Linked DNA regions of Sus scrofa: region 2 is linked to region 1. The links are chromatin contacts, called in public Hi-C maps. All regions are on one chromosome and are shown on one strand. The core of a region is the stretch at or near the end of the contact, and the rest is flanking DNA. Distances in the headings are between cores, read along the strand shown.

Region 1 (5,533 bases), core at 849-3,348:
TACATTCACCCTTCTATTCTCAAGGCTCTAGTCTATACACGGAGTTGCTTATACTACTTAATTCACAAGATGCTACTACTCTGGAAGCTTTGTGAACTTCTATGTAAATACAGAAATCATCACCAGCTGTCCAGGATTCAGTTTTCACATGAAATTTATTTGTAAATACGCTATCAAAGAGTCATGTATTTGTAATGACTCTGTCAAAACCCATCTCTACATCCACATAATGCCTCTATCAACATGTATATCGACACGATTTCTGAGAGTCAGCTGTTGTTTGCATCATTCAGCCTCTCTGCTGAATCAAAATACACCAACTAGCCATTAAAGGGGTGTGAATATAATCAAATTCACAGGTTAACCATAAGCTCTGGTTTTGGAACTGGGGAAGGAACACTAATTTTTTTTTAACCTCTGTGTTTGGGCTTTTATTTTTTAGGCATCATGCTGCTTGATTTACTTACATCAGCTGATTGTGACTGAATCTGTTTGGACCAGAACATGGGTAGTTTCAAAAGTGTCTCAGGTGAGTCTACTGTGTATCCATGATTGAGAACTACTGACATACAAAACCCTGCTAATTCTTGCAGAAATTCTCTAAGACTGGGTTTATGTCCATTTTAGAGTAAAGAGATGGGTACCCACAGATTATTAACTAGCTTTCCCTGGCTCACCCATCTTACAAATGATAACATTTCTTAAGCAGAGGAGGCCATCACTCTCACCAAATCAAGGGAGACGCTGAACCTAAAAGACTGAAGATTCCTACGTAACAACTGAGTCTCTTTCTTTGACTCTATGCTCCAACCTTTCACGGCCACCCTGGTCCTTTTTGATCTCTTCCCTAATTTTCTACTGCATGAATAACTGACTTATTTTGATGGCAATAATACTCACCCTTACCTTGTATTTGTACATACGTTTATCAAGCCTTACCTGTACATTTCCTAGTTCTCAAATCTGGTGACAGGCAGGCAAATGATTGCAAGAGACCTGGGTTTGGAGCCACACCCACCTGAGCTGGCCTCCTACAAGTACTTATCTCTGTGGCCGTGACAGGTCATTTTTCGTCTCTCAGTTTTGCAAGCATAAAATAGGGAAAAAATAAAACCTGTACTTCAGAAACATTATATTCAATAAATCTTACCTATTAGTATGCCCACCCTAGTATGCAAACCCAATGGAAATAAAGTGTGTGGTCTGTCAGTAAAAAGTAGTAGGTTGAATCAGACCTTTGGAGTTGACTCCTTTTTCTAACACAAATACTCTTAATATTTAGAGAGAGAATAGAAAGAATAAGGAGTCATAAAATCGGGCTAAGGCTGACATTTTTATCCCTCAGAAGTGTTTCCATAAAGTTATTTACGCATGAAACTCTAGCTAAACCACAGGAAAACATACAGATCTTCCTCCACTTAGGACGAGGTTACTTCTGGATAAACCCATCCTAAGTTCTAAATATCGTAAGGGGAAAACACTAACCTACAAACACCGTAGCTTAGCTGAGCTTACCTTAAATGGGCTCAAAATACTGTAGCCTTCAGTTAAGCAAATTCATCTAACACAAATCCTGTTTTATAATAAAAGTATTGAATAGCTCATGTAATTTATCGAACACTGTACTGAAAGGGAAAAATAGAATAATGGTACGGGTACAGAATGGGTCTAAGTGTATGGGACTCTTTATCCTCCTGATCAGGTGGCTGATCGCGAGCTGCGTCTGAGGGTACGGAGAGAACATGTACTGCATAGTGCCAGCCCAGGAAAAGATCAAAAATCAAAATGAAAGGTACGGTTACTACTGAATACTTATTGTTTTCACACCATCACGAAATAGAAAATAGTCGTGAGTGGAAGCTTCCTAAGTCTTCTAAGTCCGGCTGTCCCGTCTCTGTTTTTCCCGCTGTCTCAAAGTCTTTGCCCTGTGACCCAGTCCCTACCCTAAGCTCCGCACGTTCACTTAGGGGAGGCGTTGCGGGTTTCTCTTTACAGTGATTGGTTTACCGGGGGGAGGGTACCTCGAAAGGCTCCACCCATCTCACCCGAGGCCTAGGGGTGGGCGCTCCCTATTCCCCTCCCTCTCCGACCTGCAAGGAGGTGGGCTGGCCGCGGAGGGAGGGCCCTGTCCCTTTAAGGAGGAGGGACGAGCAAGGCCGAGGGAGCTGCCGCTGCCCCGACCCGGTCCGCGCCCTCACCCCAGAGCAGCCGCAGCCACAGTCCCGGCCGTCCCCCGGTTGGCAGAGTCCGCTCCGGCCCCAGAAAGCAAACCGCCACCATGGTGAAGATCGTGACCGTTAAGACCAAGGCGTATCAAGACCAGAAGCCGGGCACGAGCGGGCTGCGGAAGCGGGTGAAGGTGTTTCAGAGCAGCGCCAACTACGCGGAGAATTTCATCCAGAGTATCATCTCCACCGTGGAGCCGGCGCATCGGCAGGAGGCCACCCTGGTGGTGGGCGGGGACGGCAGGTTTTACATGAAGGAGGCCATCCAGCTCATCGTCCGCATCGCCGCCGCCAACGGGGTAAGGGACGCGCCCCGTCCTCGGTCGCCGGCGTCGTCCGCCTCCTGCCTCGCTCCCGCGGGGCCACTTCCGCGCGCGGCCGCCGCAGTCTCCACCCACACGTCCTCCGCGCTCGCTCTTGCCCGCCCGGGGCCGCGGGCCGGAGAGGGGCCGCCCCGCGGGGCAGAGCCGCTCCTCTGACCGCTCCTCCCATCCTCCCCCCGCCCCCCGGGGCGCGAGCCGAGGCGCTGGGCTTGACCTTGGGAGGCCGGACCCTCCGCCTCCTGCCCCTCCCTCTCTCCCCTCCCCCCCGTTGCTGTTCTGGCCTCTGACATTTACGTTAACCTTTCTTGCCGGCGAAGATACAGTTACCGAGCAGAGGGCAGTCGCCTTGGCCGGGAAAGGTTAGAGGCCGCCGCTTTGCTCAGAACCCCCTGCATCCCGCCGGATGCCGGCTATTCTGGTCTGGGACTGGAGCCTCCCGCTGGCTGCGAGCCGGAGGCTTTGGGCACCCTCCCCTCAGCGGTCCAAAGGGCAGATCCGAGGGGGCGGTTACCAAGCCTCGTTCCCCATCCCCTGGTTTGCTGGGACCGAGCTTCTGCCCTTAGGCGGCCTGGTTGCTGGGGCACAGGCTTTTGAAAGGGCTCGTCTTTTCCCGGTGTTGTCTCTGGATCTGTTCCACAGAGGCGGCTGGAGCTGAAATTTCATTAGATCAGAAACTGCCTGGCCAAGGGCGCTCTTCCGTAAGCAGTCGTGGCAGGGCAGGAAATTAACGCAACCCTTTGCTTCCTCCGCCGCCTGCGCAGCTAGAGGATGTTAACTGACTTTAGGCACGTCCACTCAGGTGAAACTGAAGCAGATTTTTCAGTAAACCTAGGACGTATGCGAAAGTGTGGGTTTATAAAGTAGGTAAATGGGGACTGAACGTTCACTCACTGTTTTAAAAAAGTTTTCTAGTGAGTTTTTGTTGTAGTTTTCTATGTTTCACATAAGATTTGACTTATACTCAACCTCTTCTGGAACTCATCCCCTTTAGTAATGTGTTTTTTGTGTTTTTGTTTTTTTTTAAAATCCATTTTAGCAAACGAGTTTTTGTTGTGGTTTTCTGTGTTTCACATAAGGTTTGACTTACACTCAACCTCTTCTGGAACTCATCCCCTTTAGTAATTTTTTTTTTTAAATCCATTTTAGCAGTACTTTATTTCTCTTATTAACATATTGAGTGCCATTTTGCCAAGCCCTGTGAGAGAAGCCCTTCGCTTGCCGGATCTCATTTATCTTCCTGCTGCCCTGTGAGGTCGATGCTATTATGGGCAGCTTCAAGTTACCAATGAGAAAACTGACGCTTAGGCAAGTTCCACAGAAACTGTGTCTGCAGTTCCTGAGACACAGGAGATGTGCTGAGAATCTAGTACAGAGCTGCCAATTACAAGACCTTGCGCAGCTTCTGGGAATGAAGGGACCCTTAAGTCTGAAGATCTGTTTTCCTGCAGTCTCCTAAATCTAAACTGGGCCCAATCTACATCTGCCTCCCTGGGTCAAATATTTATCAGCATCCATGAGAGAAGATTGTCTGGATTTGTTTTCTTTATGCTCCCTAGTTTTCAGACAGCAGGGAAAACAAAGAGCTCTATCCCGGTAGAGCCCGTCATGTCTTTCTTAGGACCTGTGTTGAACTTGCATTTCATTCATTCCTTCCACAAATACTGAGCTTCTGCTATGTACAGAGAAATGTGTGGAATAAAAAGATAATTCAGAAGCAAGACTTGTCCTTAAGGAGCTTACAGCACAATGGGAATCTTAGGGGTCCAAATGGAAAATTGCGTGGGGTCAGAAGGAAAGAAATAGTTAAGACTGAAGATAGCTGTTCTTAAAACCTCATCACCCTTTAGCTGCTGCCCTACTGCTCTCCCCGCCCCCCACCTGCTTGTAGCCAATCTTTGTTCAAGTTGTCAGCATCCACCAGCACTGATTTCCCACCTCCCACTCGTAGCTCACTGCTCACTGCAGTCCGCCTTCTGCGTCCTCCACCACTCCACTGACATTGCACTTAGCAAGACTACTGATGACTTTGTGTTTGCGGAATCCATTGAACACTGTCTAGGCCGTATCTTATTTGGCCTTCCTGTTGGCACTGCTCACTTTGTACTCTTTCAAAGTTCTCATTCCCTTGCCTTGATCACTCTCTCCTGATCCCACTCACCGTTTTTGAGAGTTTCTACATGGCCTGCTTGCCCTTCCCACACCCTGGGTTTCTGTCCTCAGCTTACTGCTCTCTAATTATATTTGGTGTCTTTCTCTCTCTCTAACACACACACATCTCAGGAATTTAAATATGCCACTCCTTCTTTTCTGGTGCAATTCAGGTAGCATCTTCAGAAAGCTTTCCCAGTAGCCCCTCTCTGCCACTGTCATCCCTTAAGTCATCTTTCCCCATAGATACCTCTGGAAGAGAGGAAATGATCGCACTTCTTTTCTCTCTGCAGGACCTGGGACAGGGTGGCATTCCACGAACCTTGTTCAGTTGCCCTGAATCAGGAATTGTGACGTGTATGGAATATCCTTACATGTATTCCAGTTCTTAAAGCCAGCATATGGTTTATGACCAATACATTTATTCTCATTAAACATTTATCATGTGCTTACTTCTTATCAGACATTTTCTAAGTACTTGGATATAGTATATTCCAGCCCTCAGGAATTACACAGTCCAGAAGGGGAGGTCGATAAGGATAAGCAGACATAGCACAGTGTTAGGTGTTGTGATGGGGCTATGTGCCAGGTACTGAAGAGGCAAGAGCATGACGGGCTGTACTTGGGAGCAGAAGATAAAGTGAGAATGTCTTCATAGAGGGGTGGCAGCAGAATTGAGACCTAAAGGATAAGTTAAGAGTGTCCAAGGTGGATTTGTTGGGAAAGGAATTCTAAGCAGAAAGAATACAAAGCATAGGAGTTAGGGGCAGTTCTTTTGGTCAAGTTATTCAATTTCTAATCCTTTCCCCCCTGGTCTATGAAGACTGGAAATGATAA
Region 2 (6,282 bases), core at 1,095-3,594, 930 kb before region 1:
TAAGGAAAATTGTTCTGTTTTTCTTCTTCATTAGTGAAAGTATTTGTATATTTTTATTTACTTGCATTCTTTATTTCTCTTACAAACAGAAACATTTATGTGGTTCTGTATTGGACACTTAGAAAACGTATACACAGTCTAAACAAAAGACATAATTTATTGTACTTACCAAGGTCCAAAAGACCAAAAAATAGAAAATCTAGATTCTAGCAAAATTTCCCAACTTTAACATAAGGCTAGAGAATATTTACCAATAAAATATTAGAGTAATATTACAAAAATGCATTGACTACTCCTAATTACCAAAAAATCAGTTAATGCATAATACTGTATAGTGTTTCCTAAACATTAGGTAGTGCTCTTAGAGTGTTAAAAATATTAAATTTTAATTTTTTTACAACTCTATAAAGTAGATATTCTCTTCACCTGATAGACAAGAAAACAGAGGAACAGAGAAACTAAGTAATTTTTAGAGCTGAAGAATACATAGTGCCAGGATTCCAATTCAGCCAGTCTCTCTGAAGAAAGAATCAAACTCTTTTAACCATTAGAGTATACTACCTCTACTCTAACCATTCTATCAAAAACCCTGAATCATCAAAAGGGTCTCTATTTTATGCTAAGAAGTATTTCTAAGAACAGATATTTGGAAATGCTTCATTTTGTAAAGTTTTGCTTGATAATTTATAGTTTAAACTGAAATTCGTTATGTTAAAACTTTTCCCTTTGCAAAAAAGTGGATTTCTTTTATTAGGGCTGATTATAAATGCATACACACACAAGTCATTTCATGGATATAATAACTAATATTTTGTATACTCCCTATTTGCATGACACTGTTCTGACTGCTCCAGACATAGTTATTTCTTTTAATTATCATTAAATACACAATAAAAAATACCCCAATTTACAGATGAGGAGACTGAGGTATGGAGAGGTTAAGTAACTTGTCTAAGGTAGGACAGCTAGATCTGGCTTTGAACCCAGACCATAGTCTGATTCCAAAGACCATACTCTTAACAATTTTACTGTATTAATTTACCAAGATAAGTCATTTAAAGGGATTGTTTTCTGAAAAAGTTTTTAATATAAACACTCAAAAAAAATAATCAGTGATTAGAATTGAATTAAATTCTTTAATTCAAAAAAAGAAAAATAATCAGTTATAATTTAACTGAAGTATTTAGCATTTTTCTTTTTTTTTTGGTCTTTGTGCTATTTCTTTGGGCCGCTCCCGCAGCATATGGAGGTTCCCAGGCTAGGGGTCCAATCGGAGCTGTAGCCACTGGCCTACGCCAGAGCTACAGCAACGCAGGATCCGAGCCGCGTCTGCAACCTACACCACAGCTCACGGCAACGCTGGATCGTAACCCACTGAGCAAGGGCAGGGACCAAACCCGCAACCTCATGGTTCCTAGTCGGATTCGTTAACCACTGCGCCACGACGGGAACTCCTAGTATTTTTCCTTTTAAACATAAGTTAGAAGCATAGTGGAACATTTACTTTTAAACATACCACTAATTTTTTTATTTTGTTAAATTTATATCACGAATATTGTTACCAAGCTCAAAAACTTCAGACAAATGTGTAATGTGCAAATAGTTTCTGTCCCTGGAAGTATTTAATTCTGGCTGACCTTAGAAAATTACATAATGTATTGGTCTTTCCAGTGGGCCCAGAGAAAAAAGGTTAGACCATTGAGACATAGAATATAATGGGAAAAAAGGATGAAATACCTTTTAATGTATAGTATTTTGTGACAATATACAAATACAGTTAAGATAGATCATTGAAGCAAAAAGATACACTCACAACTATAGTGACAAATAATAAGGAATATGTAATCATACGTTGGTTTATTATAAAGGGTACTATGGGAATGCAGCATTGAGAGCCACTAATACCACCTGCAGAAATGGAAGAAGGCTTCGCAGAGAAGGCATTTTTGGAGATGGAAAACTGTTTTCCAAAGAAACTAAAATACAATTTGGGAAACGTATACTTAATTCACTAATTTTTACTCAATTGAATGATGAATTTATCAGTCAAAAGAGTTTGGTATTTACTTGCAAATCTCTTTAAAAATGACAAAATCAGCTTTTAAAAAAATTAAAATACAATAATCATTTTAAATGACCTATTAAGTTAGTTGCTTATTTCTTTGACTTCAATTAGCATTGATCTAACTCAATGTGGAAGGTTACATTCATACAAGTTTACACAGCTTAATGATTAACTCTATTCACCTGCCAACCTTACTGTTTATGTAGCAAACAATGTTAACTAGAGAGTCTAGAAGTCTAGGTGTGCTTATAGGAAAAAAACAAATTCCAAATCATTTCAAAGTGGAGTAATTAGGATAAAAATGTACACTATTAAGCTCTTTCTTCTTATTGTTCCTCTAGTTATTTCTTCCAGAATTGACCAAGACTCTTCATCACTTGACTCTGTGTCTCCAGAGCCAAAATCAAGATTTGCTATGTTGGATGATGTAAAAATTTTAGCCAATGGCCTACTTCAGTTAGGACATGGTCTTAAAGACTTTGTTCATAAGACTAAGGGCCAAATTAATGATATATTTCAAAAACTCAACATATTTGACCAGTCTTTTTATGACTTATCACTGCAAACCAATGAAATCAAAGAAGAAGAAAAGAACTTAGAAGAACTACATTCAAACTGCAAGTCAAAAATGAAGAAGTAAAGAACATGTCACTTGACCTCAACTCAAAAGTTGAAAGTCTCCTTGAAGAAAAAATTCTACTTCAACACAAAGTAAGATATCTGGAAGATCAATTAACCAATTTAATTAAAAATCAACCTGAAATTCAGGAACACCCGGATATAACTTCACTTAAAGTAAGTAGAAACCAAAGAGCATTTGTGATTGTTTTCAATGTGAATATTTTTAAAAATATTTTAAGATAGGCTATTTGAAATATGTTACTGAACTGTCGAAATACTGTATTTTTCTCATGAAAAAAAACCGCCAGGAAAAAAAAAAAATTCTCATTCTAATTTGAAGTTAGTTTTAATGTTCCCTAACATTACTTATGAAAATAACTAAACTTTGCATTTCAGATGAAAATTATTACAAATTAGAGTATTGCAAATTCCTGGATGCAAGTAAAAGGCTAAAGGAATTTAACTTATAACTATTCTCCCATGTTTAAAACATAGAAAAGCAAAAATATAAAAATAAAAAAATATATTAATTTCTTTTTTCATTTAATTGAAGTTCAGGAAATCAGATTTTGGAGATGGTACATTTTAAATACAATACAAAAGCAAAAGTATGTACTATGTGAAAGCAGCATACAAGGGAAAATGTTTGCCAAAATTCATTTTTCTAATCCAGTATTAGCTCTAAAAAATTAGACTGCGATAGTGTTCTAAGGGGGAAAAAATGTCTAATTTAACAAAAGAAAGAAGCGTCTAACCAGCCTACAATCTATGTCTAGACTTTTGTGGAACAGCAAGACAACAGCATCAGAGACCTTCTTCAGACTGTGGAAGAACAATACAGACAATTAAACCAACAGCACAGTCAAATAAAAGAAATAGAAAACCAGGTAAGTCAGCATTTTATCATCTCCAATCTTTTACATAGATTTAGGTTCATGAACACTGTATGCTAACAGTATGTAAAATAACAGTTGGATAGTGAATAAAGGGACCACATCAGCATGACTGTTAAGTCTGTAGGCGCCGAAGCTAATGAACTGAGTTTGAATTTTAGCTCTAAAACTTTTGTGGGAACTTAAATAAATTACCTAACCCTTTCTCAAGTTTCCTCAAATCTTCCATGCAGATAATAACAGAACCCATCTTATAGGACTGTTTTGAGGAAAAAAAAGAATTAATTCATGCAGAGTATACCCTCAATTTAACAAAAAGTGATTCAATTAAAATTTAGATTAGATTATGTCTCTTTATTCAAAAAACCCCACAATGGCTTCCCACTCTCTCACAGCAGCCCCAAAGCCCGCATGACTCCTTAATTATCTCACTGATTCCATCTCCTCTGCTCTAGTCTAGTGGCCTTTTCACTGTTATTCAAACACATCAAACACACTGCTGTCTTGGGGTCTTTGCCCTTGTGGCTGGACTGGAATGCTCTTCTCACTGGTATCTGCATGGCCCACTCTTATTTCCTTTACGTCTTTCTCAAATACAGAAATCTTCAAAAGAGTCTTCTCAGGTAACTTCATCAGAAATCACAATCCTCCACATTCCTGCTTGACCTGTTACCTCCTTCATTACCTTTTTTTCCCTTACCACTCACCCTATTTAACATAATATATATTTTAGTTATTTATCTCATCTATCTCTGCACTAGGATATAAGCTCTATGACTATAGAAATTTTCTCCCATTTTTTTAAATTTACACTATTTACATGCTGTACTCCACAACACACAACACTGTCTGACACAAAATAGGCATTTAATAAAATGCAGAGCTAATAAAGGTAACGTCCTGTTTAGCACGAAGTCAATAAAACTCGCTATGTTTAATATTATTCTTATCATCAGAAGCCCTGATAATTAAAGTTCCATACCCAACAAAATAATTAATCTACAATGTAAATAACTGACTAGGTGAGGAATACCTGTTTGGAATAAGGCCATGTCAGACTCTCAACATTCCAATACATATAATACCATAGTTCCAAAATATTAACTAGCAATATGGTGAAATACCATTTAAAAGCGTTTCAAAAATAACACAGACTCAAAGAAACTAGGAAAAAAAAAATGATGCCAAGAACTACAAAACAAGTGTTATTATCACTTTCCACTAAACAAACATGTCGTTACATGTTTCAGTAATTTTATGACTCATAATTTTAGGGTATTTTTACTAATTATCCAAAAAGGGGTTTTGCCAGCTAGTTTTGATTTCCATAACTATTTTCTTACTATATGTTATTTTTCTTTTTCTTTTTTTTTTTCTAATAGTTGTACCTGTGGCATATGGAAGTTTCCACACCAGGGGTTGAATCAAAGCTGCAGCTGAGACCTACACCACAGCCACAGCTACACTGGATCTACACCACAGCTTATGGCAATGCTGGATCCTTAAGCCACTGAGCCAGGCCAAGGATCAAACCTGAATCCTCAAAGACAACATCAGGTCCTTAACCTGCTAAGCCACAATGGGAACTCCTTATGTGTTATTTTTCTAATTTTTTACCTGTATCTTTTATTATGATTAAATGAACCTACTCACAAAAGCAAAAACTACTATAAATGCTATACTCCTAATAATAAAATGTATGAAGAATTCAAAACAATGAAGGTGGAAGATGCCTTAGATCATCTGATACAACTTACTCAAATTTAAGAAACCAAAACTCTTTAAGTTACCATATAAGATCACAGCTACTTAGTAGAAAAGACTAATACCCAGAAAGTGAACTTACAACAGATCCTTATAAATTATATTCTAGGAAATGTCATTTACGCTAACATCAAAAAATTAACACTAATAACACAAGATGTTACATACTCTGCTTTTCTCAGCCGACCAAGAAGAAAAGCTATCAGTCAATAAACTGCAAACCCAGCACAACAATCAAGTACTGAATATATTGAAAGTAAACAAATAAGCCTGCCAATTTGTTACCTTTACAGATATGTTTACATGTCAAAAACTATCAAGAAAGCAGCCTTGTTCAACTTACATGCTATGTCTTAAGACCTACAACTGAGAATTATTAAATTTAAAATCTGTGTCACTAAATAGTACATTACATTCATATAAATAAACAGAAACTACCAAAATATTCTAAGCAAAGTCTCTGCCTTTGGTCTTCTTGTTTTTTTGACCAATTTCTCTTTCTCTGTTTTTTTGAACTCATTAAATAATATGCCTGATTAAGTATTTTGAGAAAAGGAAGGCTTTATGATATGTATAGGGTTGTTTATTCCTCTTAACATCGGAAACTATAACATATTATGAACTAAAAGATGTATATAAGTTTTAGTTTTAATGTCTTCCCTCAGAGTCCTCTCCTTGTATATTTAGTATTATCTTTAAAACTAGATTTGTATTCTCTTATCAGTTAAGAAGAACTGGTACTCAAGAATCCACAGAAAATGCTTCTAAACCACGAGTACCAAGAACTACTCCCTCTCTTCACTTGAATGAAACAAAAAATGTAGAACATAATGGTAAGATAATCGGGTGGCTTTCCTTCTTGAAGCTACTATCATAGAATTTTTTTTCTATCTTTGACATTTCCATCAAAAATCCCTATTCCAGAAGTTCCCTGGTGGT

The links. Hi-C and Micro-C count contacts between places; a contact is called where the count stands out from the background.
Region 2: a contact with region 1 is called in a Hi-C map of liver, with 4 times the contacts expected there. The contact joins the promoter of ANGPTL3 here to the promoter of PGM1 in region 1. A contact is called at or near these places in 1 of 5 promoter capture datasets (liver) and 2 of 47 Hi-C or Micro-C datasets (both in liver).

The regions. Positions count from the first base shown.
Region 1 is chr6:148,910,002-148,915,534 of Sscrofa11.1, reverse strand. PGM1 (phosphoglucomutase 1) reads left to right here and starts at 2,098. Exons shown (of 12, transcript NM_001246318.1): 1 at 2,098-2,524. The coding sequence starts at 2,279.
Region 2 is chr6:149,841,916-149,848,197 of Sscrofa11.1, reverse strand. ANGPTL3 (angiopoietin like 3) reads left to right here and starts at 2,344. Exons shown (of 8, transcript NM_001003926.2): 1 at 2,344-2,655; 2 at 2,658-2,860; 3 at 3,463-3,573; 4 at 6,068-6,176. The coding sequence starts at 2,367. All of the region lies in intron 14 of DOCK7 (dedicator of cytokinesis protein 7), which reads right to left.